2 separate regions of the Pan troglodytes genome follow, and region 2 is linked to region 1. A link is a contact called in public HiChIP or PLAC-seq data. All regions are on one chromosome and are shown on one strand. Each heading gives the region's core, a stretch centred on a gene start, on an enhancer-like site or on the middle of the called end of the contact. The rest is flanking DNA. Distances are from core to core; before and after follow the strand shown. Region 1 holds the start of PTGER2 (prostaglandin E receptor 2). Region 2 holds the start of ERO1A (endoplasmic reticulum oxidoreductase 1 alpha).

Region 1 (3,097 bases), core at 174-2,673:
AGAGACAAATATATAGGAAAGGTTAAATAGTAGGTTTTTGTTGTGAGGGGCCTTATGAAAATTAAAAAGGTATAAAAATATTTGGAAAATAAGCACTGTGCAAATTCAGTGAATCTAAAATCCCTTATTTAATAGTAAAACTGCAGTGCAGAATTATGCTATAAATCATAGTGTTTTCCTATTAAGAAATACTTCTGATTTAAGTTTGATGTTTCCCCATTGCTTGGGGTGAGATGGGGGAATGTTGGAGTAGGGGAATAGTCAGAGATGGATGGCAAAGATTGGTAATAAGTTGTTACTGACCTGCAGAGTTTACAGCTTGAAAGAAAAACTGTAGGAGTTAAGATCCTCTTTCCTAGGAATCCATGCCATGAGAAGTTTAGGGATTGAAGTAGTGCCTGCTGACATGTGAAAACAGGCCTGTAAACTTTGCAAGCGATCCAGTAAATTATGCTTCTCCTAGTGGGACCACCCCCCCAACTCCGCATTCCAATCCCCAGGCCAGAATCATCAAAGTTAGCAAAAAATATTCATGGAGAGTAAGCAGGCTGTAGCAAGATAGGCTCTTCAGCAGGCAATCTTTGCTTCCTCCCACGTTGTGACTGTCTTTCTTGCCAGTTCCCTAGGCAGATCAGACCCTTCACTTCCCAGTTGGCCTCCCTTCCCCAAGTGAATGTGACTTCTTACAGAACACAATTACCTATGTTGTCTGCCAAACTGGATTTTGTTTTGTTTTGTGTTAAATATCAGCCCATTTTCACGACTCTGCAATTATGACAATATGTGGTAGGAAACCATTACTGTCAGCTCCAGTCTGAAACTGGCCACTTACCAATACACTTTGCCAGGAACAAGTCTTTCTGGATGGATACTACGTGGTTAACAACATGTAAAGATAAACGGCTAAACAAAATATCAACATTTTCTTACAAGGCTCAGCTTAAGGACAGAACAGTGATGTGCAATGGTTTTCATGTTGTATCCACAAACACAATTCTGTACAAGAAACACTCCTTTTTTTTTAATGGTTGCTTAAACAAGTGGTTATCCGTTATGCTGTTGACATAGGAAACGGTGAAATGCTAGTAACCGAATCAAAGCGGCAGTGCAACAGGCCGCTCGGTGGTGCGCATTGTGTGGTTTGGTTCCTTGGATGGACACACTTGCTTTACGCTTCATCCCAATTTTTGTCCCAACCTCTTAGTGTATCTTCCTGGGAATAGTAAAAACAAAGCAAAACATTCTGGTCTTACTTCAAGCTGCCTTTGCACTGTTATTCCCTTGTTCCGCTCATTTCACGGGATTGGGTTCTCCTAACTTCATTGTTTGGTGAGTTGCTTTGCTTTGCTCGTTGCCCCGATCTTCTGTGTATTCTGCGCAGACCCCGCAAGTGCTCCTGCACTCCCTCCCAGCCCTCTGCTGGGGCTTAACGCTTCCCAGCCGAGGTCAGACTGCCGTGCGCTTCGAGTACCGGACCCCGAGGAAGCGAGAAACGCCGCTCCCGCCGGTCGCGGGCAGCTTCAGTACACCGGCAACACGCGCGCCTCTGCCCAGTGCCGCGCCCAGCGGGTGCTCAGACTCCTTCTCTCCCTCCCCGCCGGCGCGCCCCAGGGACTCGGAACGCCCCCGCGAGTGTGACGCGTCCTGCCTCCCCTGCAGCTCGCGGACACTCGCACTTGCAAGGCCTGGCCAGCACTCTTGGGCCCGCCCCCCGACAGTGCGGGGGCGGAGACGACGGCTCCCCTAGGCTCTGGCTCCCGGCCTTGGCCCGCGCGGGTAGGCGCGGGAGCCCCGAGCGCCGCTCGGATGCAGCAGCCGAGCTGCCACTCGGCGCGCGGCGGGAGACCCAGGGCAAGCCGCCGTCGGCGCGCTGGGTGCGGGAAGGGGGCTCTGGATTTCGGTCCCTCCCCTTTTTCCTCTGAGTCTCGGAACGCTCCGGCTCTCAGACCCTCTTCCTCCCAGGTAAAGGCCGGGAGAGGAGGGCGCATCTCTTTTCCAGGCACCCCACCATGGGCAATGCCTCCAATGACTCCCGGTCTGAGGACTGCGAGACGCGACAGTGGCTTCCCCCAGGCGAAAGCCCAGCCATCAGCTCCGTCATGTTCTCGGCCGGGGTGCTGGGGAACCTCATAGCACTGGCGCTGCTGGCGCGCCGCTGGCGGGGGGACGTGGGGTGCAGCGCCGGCCGCAGGAGCTCCCTCTCCTTGTTCCACGTGCTGGTGACCGAGCTGGTGTTCACCGACCTGCTCGGGACCTGCCTCATCAGCCCAGTGGTACTGGCTTCGTACGCGCGGAACCAGACCCTGGTGGCACTGGCGCCCGAGAGCCGCGCGTGCACCTACTTCGCTTTCGCCATGACCTTCTTCAGCCTGGCCACGATGCTCATGCTCTTCGCCATGGCCCTGGAGCGCTACCTCTCGATCGGGCACCCCTACTTCTACCAGCGCCGCGTCTCGCGCTCCGGGGGCCTGGCCGTGCTGCCTGTCATCTATGCAGTCTCCCTGCTCTTCTGCTCGCTGCCGCTGCTGGACTATGGGCAGTACGTCCAGTACTGCCCCGGGACCTGGTGCTTCATCCGGCACGGGCGGACCGCTTACCTGCAGCTGTACGCCACCCTGCTGCTGCTTCTCATCGTCTCGGTGCTCGCCTGCAACTTCAGCGTCATTCTCAACCTCATCCGCATGCACCGCCGAAGCCGGAGAAGCCGCTGCGGACCTTCCCTGGGCAGTGGCCGGGGCGGCCCCGGGGCCCGCAGGAGAGGGGAAAGGGTGTCCATGGCGGAGGAGACGGACCACCTCATTCTCCTGGCTATCATGACCATCACCTTCGCCGTCTGCTCCTTGCCTTTCACGGTAAGTCACTCCCTACGTTTCCACAGCCCGGCTCTGCTCAGCCTTCTCATGCTCTCCCCTGACGCCTCCACCCTTTCCACCGCCCTACAAACTTTTTGCAACTTGTAAAAATATGTCCTAATTTGTAAAGATCTGTAGCCTTCCCCACTAGTTTCCCCTCCTCTTTAGCCCACTTCCTTATCCTGGCTTATGGGCGTTGCTAGGCTAGAGTTTCTTATACAATAATACAGACCGTCCGAAAGGGA
Region 2 (2,816 bases), core at 300-2,799, 390 kb after region 1:
ATGTTTAATCTCGGTGTTGCGTTATATTTCTAATCAGAAGAAAAATGACCCTTTTTCCTGTTAAGTACTTGATTGTGTGTCGTTTGTAATGATTGAAGGTAAAGGACTTTTCAATGTCTCAGTTGTAAAGTAGCAATTTTCTTTCAACTTCCCTTAGTTTCCTAGATAACACTCACCTCAACTCCCAAATCACTCAGCAAAACAACAAAATCCAAGAATGTAAAGTAGTGAAAGAGAAACCTTTCATAATATTTAAATGCATCTTTCCTTTGACATGGTATCATGCCCCTAAACACATAAAATGGTATTTCTGATAATAAATTAATAGCAAAATCCACTTAGGAATAACATGGATGCCTAACCCTTAATTTTGTATAAAACGTAATTTTTATCAACAGAGTCAACCAAAAAGTGGCTTTGACAAGAGTAATCACATTGAAATACTAGATACTGAAGATAATGGAAAACTGTAAGTTTCTCTCAATTTTTTGCTCAAGAAACCACATCTCTTACAGAAGGAAATGATCATAATCCGCTTTTAATTAAACTTGTGCACTGAAGAATAAGGACCTTCCTCCCAATTCGTACCAGCTTAACGGGTGTCACGATAAGAGAATCTCATTACATTCGAGAAAAAGAGCACACAGGACCAGAAACCAGAGGGCAACTGCAGTCCCAAAGACATCAGGTAGTTGGGCTTACACACAGAAAAACCGCAAGCAGCCATTCTTCCGCCTAACATCGAAATCTGAGATCAGCCCACAAACGTCTTAGCCAGAAAGGCTGGCGAAATGCACGCAGCACAGGTACTGGGTACACAAGTTCCTGGTCAAGAGAGAAGTGAGAAAGATCCAGGTTCTGTGAAAATAGCAAATACTGGCAGTGCATTATACACTGTGCACACTCTCCCCGGGCAGATAAGACCAACAAAGATGCATAAACCCACTCAACCGCGTGCACCCAACCCCTCTCCAGGTCTGAGGCACCGGAGGGCGCGGCGACGTCCAGGCTGCCGTGGAGGCCCGGTCCACGCCAAGCCAGACTCAGTCCCGGCCACCGGGCAGCAGCACCGGAGTCTCATTCCCGGTGGGAAGAGATGCAAGGACGCACCCCCAGCCGCTCACCCGCCAGGGCGTGCGGGACAGTGCACGCCGCGGAGGGCGCCGGGACCCTCAGCACCAACGCGCACATCGCTCACCTGGCAGAAGCACCTCTGTGCCGCTGTCTCCGGGGGCTGCTCCTCTCCGTGGCCCAAGCTGAGCAGCCACACGGCGCCCAGGAGGCCAAACAAGAATCCCCAGCCGCGGCCCATTGCAGCTCCGGCAGCTTGTCGCCCCACGCTTGGGAGGCCAGTCCGCACGCTCGGTCGCGGGCCGTGCGCCCTCAGATGAAGCCCGTGCGGGCCGGCCCCAGCGGCGCCCCACCTCCGGGCCGCCTCCCAGGCCCGCCTCGGCCCTCCTGCCTCTCAGCGATCGCCACCTCGCGACCCTGCCTGTGGACGTGCCGCGGCGCCCGCGCCGGCAGCCCGGGGCCTCGGACCGGTTCCTTCCCGCCGCGTGAGGCTGACGCACCGACCAGCTTCCCGGCTCGGCCCCGCCCGGTCCGCTGCGCCCGCGCCCGTCCCCGCCCCCGGCTCCCTGACGCCCCCGGCCTGGAGACGCAACCCGGCGCGCACAACCCCAGGCCCTGCGCGGGAGTCGGGGGTCCTTCCAGTTCCCAGAGCGAGAGCGAAAGCCGGAGGGGCCTGTATTTTCCTGCGGGGTTGGGGGGCGGGGGGTGCCCGCCCCGCGCCGCCCCGCCCAGCCCCAGCCCGCTCACTCCCGGCCAATCCTTCCGTATCTCAATGCGAGACAATCAAATCGTACGAATTACGTGTCCACCGTGTTCCCGGCGGAGTCTTAAAGCTGAAAGGGATATTAGAGAGCATCTAGACCAGGGCAGCATATGTCATTTATATTTTTAGTAGCCACAGCAGAAGAGTAAAAACAGGTACATTTTATTTTTAAAATATTTTTATTTAACCCCGAATGTGCAAAATATTATTTCAAAATATAACCAACATTAAGTTTATTCATAAGATATTTGACTTTTTTTGTCTTTGAAATCCAGTGTGTATTGGATGCGAACTAGACCCATTTCATAGTCAAATGTGGCTGGCTAGTGCCCACTGTATTAGACAGCGAGGGTGGAAGCCACCCGCTCATATGATAGGAAGAAATAGGCCTAGAGAAGTGAGGTAAGGTGAGCAAGGATTGGAGGTCCTCTGATACCCAGTCCTGGTCTTTTAACATTCAGAGTTGGGACTAGTCTATCCGCTTTTTTTTTTTTTTTCCAGACAGGGTCTCCCTGGGTCACCCAGGCTGGCCTGCAATGATGCGATCGCGGCTCACTGCAACCTCGAACTCCTGGGCTCAAGCGATCCTCCCACCTAAGCCTCCTGAGTAGCATGAACTACAGGCGTGCACCACCACGCCTGGCTAATTTTATTTTTAGTAGAAACGAGGTTTCACCATGTTGCCCAGGCTGGTCTCAAACTCCTCAAGAGCGATTCTCCCGCCTCAGCCTCCCAAAGTGCTGGGATTACTTTTTTTTTTTTTTTTTTTTTTTTTTTGAGGTGGAGTCTCGCTCTGTCGCCCAGGCTGGAGTGCAGTGGCGTCATCTTGGCTTACTGCAATCTCTGCCTCCCAGGTTCAAGAGATTCTCCTGCCTGAGCTTCCCCAGTAGCTGGGATTACAGGCGTAAGCCACCACACACTCGGCTAATTTTTGTATTTTCAGTAGAGAAGGGGTTTTGCCATGTTGGCCAGGCTGGTCTCT

What was found. HiChIP or PLAC-seq counts read pairs in DNA pulled down with a chosen protein or histone mark.
Region 2: a contact with region 1 is called in an H3K4me3 HiChIP or PLAC-seq map of stem cell-derived excitatory neurons, with 2.3 times the contacts expected there. The contact joins the promoter of ERO1A here to the promoter of PTGER2 in region 1. A contact is called at or near these places in 1 of 7 Hi-C or Micro-C datasets (stem cell-derived neural progenitor cells) and 1 of 1 datasets of contacts at active chromatin or transcription factors (stem cell-derived excitatory neurons).

What each region holds. Positions count from the first base shown.
Region 1 is chr15:50,315,134-50,318,230 of NHGRI_mPanTro3-v2.0_pri, forward strand. It overlaps PTGER2 (prostaglandin E receptor 2), which reads left to right and starts at 1,424. Exons shown (of 2, transcript XM_016926089.4): 1 at 1,424-2,852. The coding sequence starts at 2,010.
Region 2 is chr15:50,706,292-50,709,107 of NHGRI_mPanTro3-v2.0_pri, forward strand. ERO1A (endoplasmic reticulum oxidoreductase 1 alpha) reads right to left here and starts at 1,550. Exons shown (of 16, transcript XM_509950.8): 1 at 1,199-1,550. The coding sequence starts at 1,312.